Regions from separate parts of the Oryctolagus cuniculus genome. Here region 2 is linked to region 1. A link is a contact called in public Hi-C data. All regions are on one chromosome and are shown on one strand. The core of a region is the stretch at or near the end of the contact, and the rest is flanking DNA. Distances in the headings are between cores, read along the strand shown.

Evidence for each region. A called contact is a pair of places that touch in the nucleus more often than the background predicts.
Region 2: a contact with region 1 is called in a Hi-C map of an unstated tissue, with 1.6 times the contacts expected there. The contact joins the promoter of PTPRB here to the enhancer-like site in region 1. A contact is called at or near these places in 3 of 6 Hi-C or Micro-C datasets (ear pinna, psoas muscle and an unstated tissue).

What each region holds. Positions count from the first base shown.
Region 1 is chr11:73,120,908-73,127,462 of mOryCun1.1, reverse strand. It overlaps PTPRB (protein tyrosine phosphatase receptor type B), which reads left to right. Exons shown (of 34, transcript XM_008256785.4): 5 at 5,358-5,636; 6 at 6,477-6,555. Among named protein-coding and RNA genes, the nearest start is that of PTPRB, 57 kb to the left of the region's middle. Within about 2 kb of position 1,517, at least 1 of the 8 cell types and tissues checked has an H3K27ac peak or open chromatin away from gene starts, as enhancers often do.
Region 2 is chr11:73,179,700-73,185,881 of mOryCun1.1, reverse strand. PTPRB (protein tyrosine phosphatase receptor type B) reads left to right here and starts at 4,675. Exons shown (of 34, transcript XM_008256785.4): 1 at 4,675-4,820; 2 at 6,111-6,182. The coding sequence starts at 4,766. PTPRR (protein tyrosine phosphatase receptor type R) reads left to right here. Exons shown (of 14, transcript XM_008256786.4): 14 at 2,902-4,085. The coding sequence ends at 2,995.

The DNA of each region.
Region 1 (6,555 bases), core at 268-2,767:
AAAACCAGAAAAGTTGTAGATGCACACATGTGTATTGATTCCTCCTAATCTTCATAAAAATTTTTTAAAGATTTATTTATTTGAAAGTCAGAGTTACACAGAGAGAGGAGAGGCAGAGAGAGAGAGGTCTTCCATTCACTGGTGTACTCCCCGGTTGGCCACAACAGCCAGAGCTGTGTCAAATGTAGCCAGGAGTCAAAAGCTTCTTCCAGGTCTCCCACGTGGGGGCAGGGGCCCAAGGACCTGGGTCATCTTCTGCTGTTTTCCCAGGCCATAGCAGAGAGCTGGATGGGAAGTAGAGCAGCTGGGACTCGAACTGGTGCCCATATGGGATGTCGGCACTGCAGGAGGCGGCTTTACCCATATGCCATAGCACCAGCCCCTAATCATCATTAATTGCATAAGTCAAGTAGGACTTTAAGATTATTTGTTTGGGCTGGCACCGCAGCTCAATAGGCTAATCCTCCACCTGTGGCGCTGGCACCCCAGGTTCTAGTCCCTGTTGGGGCACCAGTTCTGTCCCGGTTGCTCCTCTTCCAGGCCAGCTCTCTGCTGTGGCCCGGGAAGGCAGTGGAGAATGGCCCAAGTGCTTGGGCCCTGCACCCGCATGGGAGACCAGGAAAAGCACCTGGCTCCTGGCTTTGGATCAGCGTGGTACGCCAGCCACAGCAGCCACTGGGGGGTGAACCAACGGAAAAGGAAGACCTTTCTCTCTGTCTCTCTCTCTCACTGTCCACTCTGCTTGTCAAAAAAAAAAAAAAAATTTCTTTGTTTGAAAGGCAGAAATAGAGAGAGAATGAGAAAATGAATGAACTTCCATCTGCTGGTTCACTCTCCAAATGGCCACAAGGGCCAGGACTGGGCCAGGCTGAAGCTAGGAGCCAGGCACTTTATCTGGTCTCCTATGTGGGTACAGGGGCCCAAAGACCTTCTGCTGCTGCTTTCCCAGGCACATTGGCAGGGAGCTGGATGGGAAGTGGAGAAGCTGGGACTTGAACTGATGCCCATAAGGGATACTGGCATTGCAGGTGGCAGCTTAACCTGTTATGCCACAATGCTGGCCCCAGGGACTTTCTAATTATATATGACCTGTCATATAATCATATAATGAGAAGATCACGGTAATATTTTAATTTTCAAGTAACCTTAAAAGTCTGCCTTCTCCCTCCTTTTGTCTCCCTCCCCCATTATTTCCAGCCTTCCTAACTTTTTCTGAGGACACACACACACCCTGTGCACACATACACGCAAAATCAGCATCCACAAGAGAACTATCTGATTTGTGTCTTATAAACTACTGGAAAAATGTTAATACTGCCGAGTTTTCATCGGGCCTAGATGACAAAGAAGTCTGAAGATTCTTTAACGTCTGCAGCGTGCACAGCAATAGTGGACAACTGCCAGCAAAGGGCTTTATCACAGTATAAATGGGGCTTTAAGTGTTTGTTTCCAGTGCAGGTTCTTGCAGCCCAGGCACTTCCCAGTCGCATTGTTCCTTTGTTCTAGCGGATGTACAAAGGATTGAGTGTTTTGTTTTCTGGCTCAGAGAGATTAGATAAAGTCTGCATTTCTGAACTTCACCCTCTAGGCACGCAATGTTAAAATCCATTTTCATTCACTCATTTTGCAGATTATGTAGAGATCAAAATGATCATAACATCATTTTCCCTCCACTTTCTCTGGCTTGGTTGTAGATGTAGATGATGGTATCGATTGCTTGAAGCAGCTGCCCCTTTCATCCTGCTCCTTGAAACACCACTTCAGCAAAAATGCACCTGCCTGCTTGGGCACAGCAGCATTGATCTTGAGTTTCGAATCTCATGGCAGTGAAATGCCTTCTGCTTGCCAGGCAACAAGTAAACTTTGTGTGAAGGGAAATTATCTTCTTTCCTTTGATTATAACATCCTTAATTATAGGCTGTTACTAGTAGCATAGAACATTTAAGTAATATTACCTCTTCCCCACAAACACTATTGTTTTTCCTTAAGAACTTATAAATAAGAGTCATTTGGCGCATTTTTTAAAGTGAATACATGAGAATAAACTGATAAGATGTTATCAAGGCCTTTTTAATGAGTAAGGCAATTAAGGCTATTATCAATTTAGTTTCAAAAATTTTTATTATACTTTTGCCTCCGTTTTGCCAGTAATTCAGAGGAAAATACTTTGCTTCTGATCAAGTAGACAAAACTAAGTTTGTATTATTCAATGTCCATTATGATCCAGGTAAGCTGATGGGAAAATGGAGGCCTAGATAGGGTAAGTAACGTGCTCAACGTCTCACCACTGATAAGTGATGGAGCTGAGATTTAAGTTCCCTGATCCCAAAGGCCACAGTCTCTACCACTACGTCTCACTGCTTCTGAGGCAATGTCTTCAGATTGTAGGATTAATGGTAATGGTTAACACTGAGCATTTACTGCATGCCAGGCATGGTTCTAGTGCTTTTCTTTAAAAAAAAATTATTTATTTATTTGAAAGTCAGAGTTACACAGAGAGAGGAGAGGCAGAGAGAGAAAGAGAGGTCTTCCATCATTGGTTCACTCCCCAGATGGCCGCAATGGCCGGAGCTGCACCAATCCGAAGCCCAGAGCTTCTTCCTGGCCTTCCACGTGGGTGCAGGGGCCCAAGGACTTGGGCCATCTTCTACTGCTTTCCCAGGCCATAGCAGAGAGCTGGATCTGAAGAGGAACAGCTGGGACTAGAACTGGCGCCCATATGGGATGCTGGCACTTCAGGCCAGGGCTTTAATTCACTGCACCACAGCGCCAGCCCCTCTAGTGCTTTTCTTAAAAAAAAATAATAATAATTCAGTTGAAAGGCAGAGTGGTGGAGAGAGGAAGTCACAGAGAGAAGGACCTTCCATCTGCTGATTCACTTCCCAAATGACCTCAACAACCAAGGCTGGGCCAGGTCAAAGGCAGGAGCCATGAACTCCACGTCTCCCACATTGAAGATAGCGGCGCAAAGACGTGGGCCATCATCTGCTGCCCTCTCAGGAGCGTTAGCAGGAAGCTGAATCAGAAGCAGGGTAGTCAGGACTTAAATTGGTGTTTCATATGGGATTCTGATGTCACAAGCAGCAACTTAATGTGCTGCACCTCAACACCAACGTCTCTAAGTGCTTTTTATAAAATGCTCAAGTTAACATTTATAACAATTCTACTAAAAAGATACTGTTATTAACATTATTATACCATTGCACAGGGGAAGCGCGGGGAGGTTAAGGAATCGCCCAAAGTACAGTTACAAAATAAGAGAGCCAGATTCAAGCCCAGGCCACCAGAACAGAAGCTGCACTCTTGAGAGAAGCCCAAAGCTATGTTCTGTGGTGAGCCAGGCAATCTTGTCTTCCAAGGGCTGTCTTAATTTCTGCTGCCTTGACTTACTTATTCATTGTTGATATTATAAAATATTAAGTGTCTATATTGAGTTTTTGAAGTATGGTGCACTCCTCCTATAAATTATATCATAGGCTGTAAGAAACCTATGGTCTCTGTTGGTCGTTTACATGTAGTCTTATGGGCTATATGTCCATAAGTGCTTTTTTAGTGTAGAGTGAGGTTATCATATTTTTTTGTTTGTTATTATGCTACTCACAAGTGAACAACTTCTTAAAACATGTACTGTTCTAAGAAGGTCTGGAATTCCTGATGTTCTATTGTGAGCAACATACAGCCCACCAGGATATGAATAAGAATTGAGGTCTCTATAGCCATGGCACAAAAACATTTCACCTGACCCTAAAAAATTGGTCTCTAGGGACAGGTGTTTGGCAGAGCCGTTAAGACACCATTTGGAATGACCACATCCCTTACTGGAGTGCCAGGTTCAAGTTCCAGCTTTAGGCTACTGCACACCATGAGAGTCAGCAGATAATGGCTCAAGTACTTTGGTCCCTGCCTCCCACATGAGAAAGCTGGATTGAATTCTGAGCTCCTGGCTTCAGTCAGGCTCAACCCCCGCGTCTGAGGAGTGAACCAGCAGAAAAAGATTCATTCTCTCTCTCTCTCTCTCTTTCTTTCTCTCTCTCTCCCCCCCTCCCTCTCTCCTTTTCAAGTAAGAATGAAAATTTTAAAAATATCCTTCTCCCACTTTAAATCAAGAACCATGCAGGATTTATGACAACATCTCATATGTGGACAGCTGTCAGCAGTCCTATCAGTATTCAGAGTAGAGACAGCCTTATTTCTCAGCTTCTACTCCCTACTGTACCTAAGAAATAGCTTCTTGCTGAATACCATTGACCTAGTTCCTAACCCAGTGGTGTGCCTTTCATCTACTTCAAGTTCACCAGTGGAGACTCATCACAGGCAAAGCAGGACTCCTAAGACTTACCCATGACTTTGAAAGTTGAAATGAATAACTGGGTGCAAGACTTTTCCCTCCTCACCCACTACTGAGACTAGGGCCCCAAAAGTGAGATTTTTATTTTAATCTATGGACATAGAAAACTCCAGCTGTTGGGATATTCCATTTTGGTGAGAAGACCTACTTTATGCTCATTATTAGATCTGTATCTTTTATGATTATCTAATAGCTAAAAATCACCCAAACTTATGTAGATTTGACACCACAATCCACAACTTGGGAAAAAGTTCAATTATTATTATTATTATTATTATTTGGACAGGCAGAGTGGACAGTGAGAGAGAGAGAGACTGAGAGAAAGGTCTTCCTTTGCCGTTGGTTCACCCTCTAATGGCCGCCGCGGCTGGCACGCTGCGGCCGGCACACCGCGCTGATCCGATGGCAGGAGCCAGGTACTTCTCCTGGTCTCCCATGGGGTGCAGGGCCCAAGCACCTGGGCCATCCTCCACTGCACTCCCTGGCCACAGCAGAGAGCTGGCCTGGAAGAGGGGCAACCGGGACAGAATCCGGCGCCCCGACCGGGACTAGAACCCGGTGTGCCGGCGCCGCAAGGCGGAGGATTAGCCTAGTGAGCCGCGGTGAATTATTTTTTAATATCTATATTTTCTGTTGAGATCTTCAGTATTTGTCTAGAGACAGCCTGGAATTTTTTTAATGTTTGAAATGTTTACTAAACTTTGAAGCCAAAGAAAATATAAAATTGCTTGAATTTTTAATGTCAGAGCTACCTTAACAAAAAAATTTATTAGAAAAGAATTCACATAACTAGCAGCCAAGTGGATTTTTGTTGTTGCTGTTTGGTTTAGTTTGAATTTTTTGGTATTGTTTGAAAATGAAGTAGTAGGTTTAGAAGTGAAGCAAAATGCCAATTTGTTTCACAGGCAGCATAGTTTTGAAGGAAAATAGATCTGGAATACAGTAAAAATAAGCAGCTGTTTGTGGACACCTTCAAGCCATGTTCACTTTCTTGGTATTTGCCTTGCAGATCCATTACCTCCTGTGAGGTTTGAAGTCAGCCAAGAGAAGACTACTTCAACCAGCTTGCATGTTTGGTGGACTCCTTCTTCTGGAAAAGTCACCGGCTATGAGGTGCAATTATTTGATGAAAATAAGCAAAAGACACAGGAGACCCAAATTCAAGAAAGTACTTCATGGAATGAATACACTTTTTTCAATCTCACTGCTGGTAGCAAATACAGTATGGCCATCACAGCTGTTTCTGGAGACAAACGTTCCTCTCCAGTTTACACCAATGGATCAACAGGTGAGAGCTGTTTACGCAGAGTGGACCATTTCATAGTCTCTGATACTTCTGAAGCTACATGTTATTCAAGGTTCAGAAGTGAGAGGCCCCTCAGAATTACCAGTTACTTCTTAAATACAGTGAAAAGGCTGTACTGACCACAGGATGTGTGAATGTGCTGCCAACATGCTTGGTGATTTTGAACACATCACGGGGCTTCCCTCAAACTGGAGATTTCCCCAATTCAGCTCCCAGATGGCCCTTCTCTGTTGTATCCTAGGCAATAGGATTTTCTGCCTCATTTTCTAAGTCTATGCCACAAAACTTTTTTAATATTTGCCCCTTTGGATTTTCTTCTCACAGCATCAAGCCATGGTGTTTCCCAAACATACCTACATTTGAAACAAGTCTTTGCTTCCTTGATGTGGTGGCAAATCAGTCAGGTGGTGCACCCTTCTATCATACCCTAGGCACAAGTCCACCTCCTTCCATGAAGTTTGTGTCCTTCTTCTTGTTCGCTCTCCCCTCATCTTCTCTCTCATTTTATCTCCAGCTGCTCTTCATCTCCTGTAGTTCGTTCCTTTTCCCCTTTCACTTGTTGCTATTTCATGTCAGGCTTCATTGGCAAAAAATACCTTAATATATAGTAAGTGGGGGAAATAAAGAAATAAACTTCAGCATAGCTTTGGGCTGGGAAATTGAAAAAGAACATTAGCAAAGGTGCTTCTGAAATTTGAGTGCTGCTATTCATTATTACTATTATATAAGTTAAGAAGTAGAGATGTGGTTTTTCACTAAATGTCTCTATGTCTCCATAAAAAGATACGAGTGACATTTTGGACATGCATTTTATCCCACCAGTGCCATCTCCGGTTAAAGACATTCGTGTTTCCACCAAAACTGACTCTCTCCTGATTTCCTGGTCCCATGGTTCTGGGAA
Region 2 (6,182 bases), core at 3,426-5,925, 55 kb before region 1:
ATAAAGATGCTACCTTCTCCCTATCTTTTTCTATTAGTTTATAAATGACTTACATAAGCTGTAAGACATCCTTGTTAAATGTCTGAAAGACATAATGCTGGGAGTGAGAAGTAGAAGAATAACATATTGAGTGGTAGAAATGTAATATACAAGAAACCAACAAGTTGAAATGAACAGAATAGCTCTGCACTTAGTTTCAAAAATGGAGAAAGCTCTAATTTTCACACTCAAAAATATCCTGCTGACTCTTTAATTAGCTTACACCTGCATTCAATATCCTAAATTTCTTGGTGGGTACCAGGCACCATGGAGGCACTGTGGGACCTTACCACCTGAGGCACCTGCACAGGTGAGCTAATGGTCTGCAATACGCAGCTCAAGGGAGAAAATAAACCCACTGATCAGATCTCAGCAGAGGAGACGCAACACTCTACGGTCAGGCTTGACAAAAGAGCCTATAGAAGAAGACTAGATCAGAGAGTAACAGGGAAACCAGGCTGTTCAGAAATATTGAGTGAGCACAGGATGTTTAGTCTAGAGAAGAAAAGATTATGAGACTTTGATGGTTGTTTTCCAGCATTGAGAGGCTATTGTGTGACTACAAGGGGAGGCTGAAGACTTTTTTGGTTTATTTCAGCTGAACCATCAGGATGAAAGTTCGAGAGGGCCAAACTCATTCTGATGTCATCAACAATTTTTCTGTAAGCCTTGAGAAAGGCTGCCTCCAAGGGTACCTTGCCCCATAAGCGTTCCGTCAGAAGCTACCAGCCCCTCCTTCACAGGGACTGCTTCCTCTGGCAAAGCTGTATTTCAACAGTGAATGCAAAGAAGGATCTCTGAGGATCCCCCTGGGGCCAGTTCTTTCCCTTCTATTTTCCAAATCGAGTGTAAAGTAACAGAACTTTTCAGATAGTTTCCTGAAGCCTTCAGACCCTCAAGAACTTTGCTAGCCTACAACTAATACAAATGTTCCTCATGTCTCCTACCTTTACCAGCTGAATTCACAGAATGTCATAATAAAATACAGTGCTGACCCACTTAGAGTAATAGTTATTAAAACCCCAAACCCAGACTGTGTCTCCATTCATTCACCAAGTGGACATGCAAAATGCCAGCGCTGACCAGTGCATAAAGGGAAAAATCTTGCCTCAAAGTGAAATAAATGGTGATAGAAAGCTCACAGGCCAGAGCCCAAGAGATGGAGCCCATTTAAGGTTCCACACAGTCTACAGCTCAAATGAGTAATAATGATTCCCAGAGCTGAGGGAATGCCAGAGGAAGGCAGGCACCCCCAAGCTCTTAAGAGCTGCCCTGATATTTACTGTAACTGGCTGTCCAGGTGAGCATCTTCTGCACACCTGCTGTGTCTTTAGGTGTGCCCAGATGTCACCGTCAGACACCTAAGAAAAGGAACAGTAACTATATTCTCATCTGGTCGCTTTTGTTCTTAGCTTCTTACCAGGGAACATTATGGCCAGAAAGTTGTCTTCACTACAAAAAAGCATTCAGTTCTTAGGAAAAAGACCCATGAAATATCCTTTCCAAGAAATTGCTGTCACCAAAAACTATGAATTTATCTTTTTCTTTCTTGCCAAATACATTATTTTGGCATCATGTGGAACCTGCCTGAAAAATCACTATTTGGTTTAGAAGGGTGAAGTCTTACTGCTTGAATATTTATGGAGGTTGACAAGTAAACACAGGCATAAGCCCCGTCTTACTTATTACCATTGACCAGAAATCATGTTACGCTGAAGCAATCTATCTTGTTTTAAAGTTGAAGTGCTTAAGTGACCTGAAAATTATTTTGAATAGTACTAGCAGCCATTAGGAAAAAGCTGGCTAAAACAGAATTAAACTAAGACATAGAATCAGTCCTGTGATTGCAGTTACGGGGACTTCTCTGGACTTCAGGTTGTTACTACTATAATAGTGAGGTTGTTATTCAGTGAGCAGGACAAATTAGTTACAATAATGTCTAATAACCTGGCCAAGCTGAAGAATCGTAATAACAAAGGAGCAAAAGGTGACCCATGTATTGTATATATGAAAACGTAATAAGAAAGTATCATTTTTTTTCTCATGATAGCAACTGCCTTCTAAGCCAATGACAAAAAGGATGCTGATCAGCCAGGAGTGATAATGGGCAAAAGAAAAGGAAAAAAGCAGGAACCAGTTCCTCTTTTTCCAGCAGATTTAAAGACCCACCCACTATTGTGTTTGGATACCCATCACACCCAAAGGCCTCTGTTTCCATAGGCCATTTCAGGATGGACTTTCTTTATCCTTGTAGAAAGCCACATATTACAGCACAGTTTTGTTTGGATAACCTACTTCAATCAACTTTATTACAAATGTATAAGCATAAGTTACATGACAAGGCACCTAAGCAGTAATATTAATACTCCAGTTACATTGAGTTCCTTTAAGCCTCACAACAACCTTACAAAGTAGTCACTGTTCCTGTTCTTTCCTGCTTTGCCAAAAGAGGAAACAGAGTCACAGAGGTTCTTCAGGAACTTTCCCAAGATCACACAGCTGAGAACTGACAAAGTAGATATTTAAACTCAGCCTGGCTGGTTACAAACCCCAAGTTTTAACCATTAGGCTATTTTTTTATCACCTCCCCAGTAATGGTACCCCGGCACAATTCATCAAGTGCCTAGTATGTACCAGGCATGGTGTTAAAACCTTTATATTTATTAACATACTAGTGTTTTATATGTATTCAGTTCACTAATTGAGACATTTAGATACAGGTAAGAGGGAGAACAAAAGAATCTTTAGGTCAGCTTTTCTGTGTGTCCTTGAAATAACATCGTATCTTGAATACAATCTATGTTACTTGAGATTCTAGGATGTTAGCAAAACAGGCTTATTTTTATTATCTCTTCCTTGCAGGGGTGGAATGGTCCAAACCAGTGAGCAGTATGAATTTGTGCACCATGCTCTGTGCCTGTACGAGAGCAGACTTTCAGCAGAAACTGTCCAGTGAGTCACTGAAGACTTAACAGACCACCAGTCTCCCAGGGTGATTAATCAACTTACTGAAAGGAGTTTCCTGCAGTGGAAGGAAAGCTAAGCTCTGAAGCCAGAGCTCAGGATTATGGAAGACTTGGCAACATGTTCAAGATTGCCAGCCCTTTATGTATGCGAATGTATCTGTAAGCATCCCTCAAGTTTTTCTGAAGGTCCTATGCTGATGGAGGTATGAGCTATTTCTCACACAGCCTAAGGCAGATCTTGTTTTGTCTGTGACTATCTGCCACACAGAATGTATGTATGTAATATCCAGTGATCCATGTCATCAGGTGATGACTGGAAGAGCTGCTGAAGAAATTATTATTAATTATTATTGTGTGTTTAGATGCTTTAATGTTTGCAAAATCTGTCTTGTGAATGGACTGTCAGCTAAACTGTTAAACTGTTCCTGTTGTAAGTGCTATTACCTTTCTCAGTTACCAGAATCTTGCTGCTGAAGTTGCAAGTGATTCATAATGGATTTTTAAAAAGTAAGTTTTGTTTTTGAAAAAAGAAATCAAAAGCAGTAACTATTTTATATGGAAATATGTCTTGATATTATTACCTACTACATGTGTATTTACAGTACCTCCTGTCAACTACAGAGCACAATGATTGTCATTGGATATATATGTATTTACTATCTATTAGTGAGCATAGAGGTAGCTCCTGCTCCAGAACTCGATCCAATGTATTTCTACATCATGAGGCATTTTACTTTAAAGAGAAACACAAATTTGTAACAACTATGAAGTATCAAGAATTTTAAATACTTGTCTCTCTTTTACTAAGAAGAGGTTTTTGAATATGCTCTCTACCTGGACTCTCTCTCCCAGTCAAAGGCAGGTGCCTTTGGGAATGATGCAATCTGTCCCATTTCCAGAAGTTCTTCCTAAGGACACTGCCATGTATGTCCTTAAGTTTCTGAAAGGTTTTAATCCTCCAGATACAAAGTTCAAACAACTACACTCAGCAAACACTAGATGTTCTGCTCAAGTATGAATTTTTATTGCAACAATGTTGACTTTCTTTGATACTGCCAATAAACTACTCTTAATACTAAATATGGACTAAAGCGTATTCTTTTTTTTCTTCCTCCCTTATTTGAAAAGAAGCCATCATTGGTTTGGGGAAGCCTAAAGTAGAGAATGCGATGGGTTTAATTTTGGTCTCTGCATCGTCCCATCTCCTCAAAATGTAATATTGTCATCTCTTGGGAGACAATGATCTCCAAGTGCCATCATTATGTGGTTCTCCTTGACAGACTCCCAGCATATCATTACACAAAGAGTACATGTTTCTGTCTCTATCACTTGTCATAGACCCTCATAAATTACATGGTTGGTGTTCTTTCAGCAGAGTCGCATCACCTGGAGAGATGTTTAGGAACATCCAATTACCCATGATTGCAACTCCCTTTTCCCCTGTCGAGGTTAAGGAGTAGTCACGTGCCAAGCAGATAGGCAGGTGAAGATTTTATGAGGTTGATTCTGCTCCTGGAGGCTAGATCTGTGTTTTAAAAGAGAGAGAGCAAGAGAGAGCTTTGTTGCTAATCCCTTCTTTCTAAGGAAACAGACAAAAGGACACTGGTGTAAAACTTCCCCAAACAATTCAATTGGAGGAAGTGCTCGTCACTGACTTTTCCCCCACCATGAAGGCACATTTCCTTCCTAGCCTTTGCTTCTCTTATCTGGGAGAATTTTTTTTCCCCCCAAGCGAAGCATGAACCGTTGTTAAGTGGAAAATGGAGGCTGAATTTTACATGGCGATTCTTAGCTGCTTGATCTTCGGGAACTTGGGTGAGTGGCTCTGCCTCAGTTTCCTGAGGTATTTCTCCCAGGTCTGGCAGAGGAGTCCCTGGCCTTAGAAAAGTGTCTAGAAAAAGGCAGACATGGAACCAGCTCTCCATGACAGTTTAGCCAAAGACGATGAGATGGGGGAATCCAAGGGGCCAGCTGTGCCCAGATTGTTTAGATTTCTCTCCTGAAGAAAATAACGCTCTGCTTGTGTCCCTCCAAAGTGCCCTGGGCAGCCCCTGAAGTGGCACCATGATAGCAGAAAGAACTCTGAGGAGAAAGTTCTTGTGATTTTTGTTAACAGCCTGTAACACGCTGCATGCTTTTTTCCCAGTCAAGTTATAGTTTTGTTTTCTTTTGTCTTAAAGAAAATGTAAGAAATATGATTAAAGGGGGCAGGAATTGTGTTTTATTTGGAAGGAATGGATATTTCTGTGGAAAGTTGGGCAATTTAAGTAAAAGCTCATTGAAAATGGTTTCTGAGGCTGCATATCTCATCTTTTAATGCTGATATTTAACAGTTGGTTTGCTTACATCATGAAATGCTGATTTTTAAAGAATTTGTTAGTGTTTGAGGGAAAAGTTGTAGACACTGTCACAAAACAAATGCTTCTCTCCAGAACAATGAGAAACTTAGTTTGTGATAACCAACATTTTCATTGGTTGTTTGTTAGATAGAATGGTGTGCTTGGAATAATGAGAAGGTGCTTTAAAATAAATATATCCAATTTAAAAAAAAAGTCCATACTATGCCCTTCATATACAAATATTTATTGTGATGTGAATTTAAGGATTGGAAAGAGTTTGATTTTTTTGGTTTGTTTTTGCAATAGGGAAGAAGGTGATACGGAGAGAATCAAATGGTTAAAGGGGGAATTCAGCTTTTTGTAATTAGCATATTTAACTAATTGGGTTAAAATAGAAAAATCACACAGTATTTGACTGTCTTTGCTTTTCCAAAGGAAAGCCATATTCTTTGGATGGTTTTATTTTTCCAAGCTTCCTTTCATTTTTTCAAGGAAGGTATGCTTTCTTCATTAAATCATAAGAAAGGTTAAAAAATTAAAAAGGGAAGGGAGAGTTAAAGTGTGACATTTTGGCATTTTACATTGTCAGCTTTGGGATTTTCAGTCACATGTGTTACTCTCTGGGAATACTCAATTGGAATGACAGCCATGGCAAATCTAAGTGAACCTAGGATGTTCAGTTAGATGACTTGTGGATAGGGTGTTTTGTTTTTCAGTGGATCTTAGAATTTACTATACAGTATTTGATGAGCTTTTCATCTTTCAGAGGGGTTTCAGATTGTCCATGTGCAGAAACAACAGTGCCTTTTCATAAATCAGAAAGTGGTCGTGGGCTCAT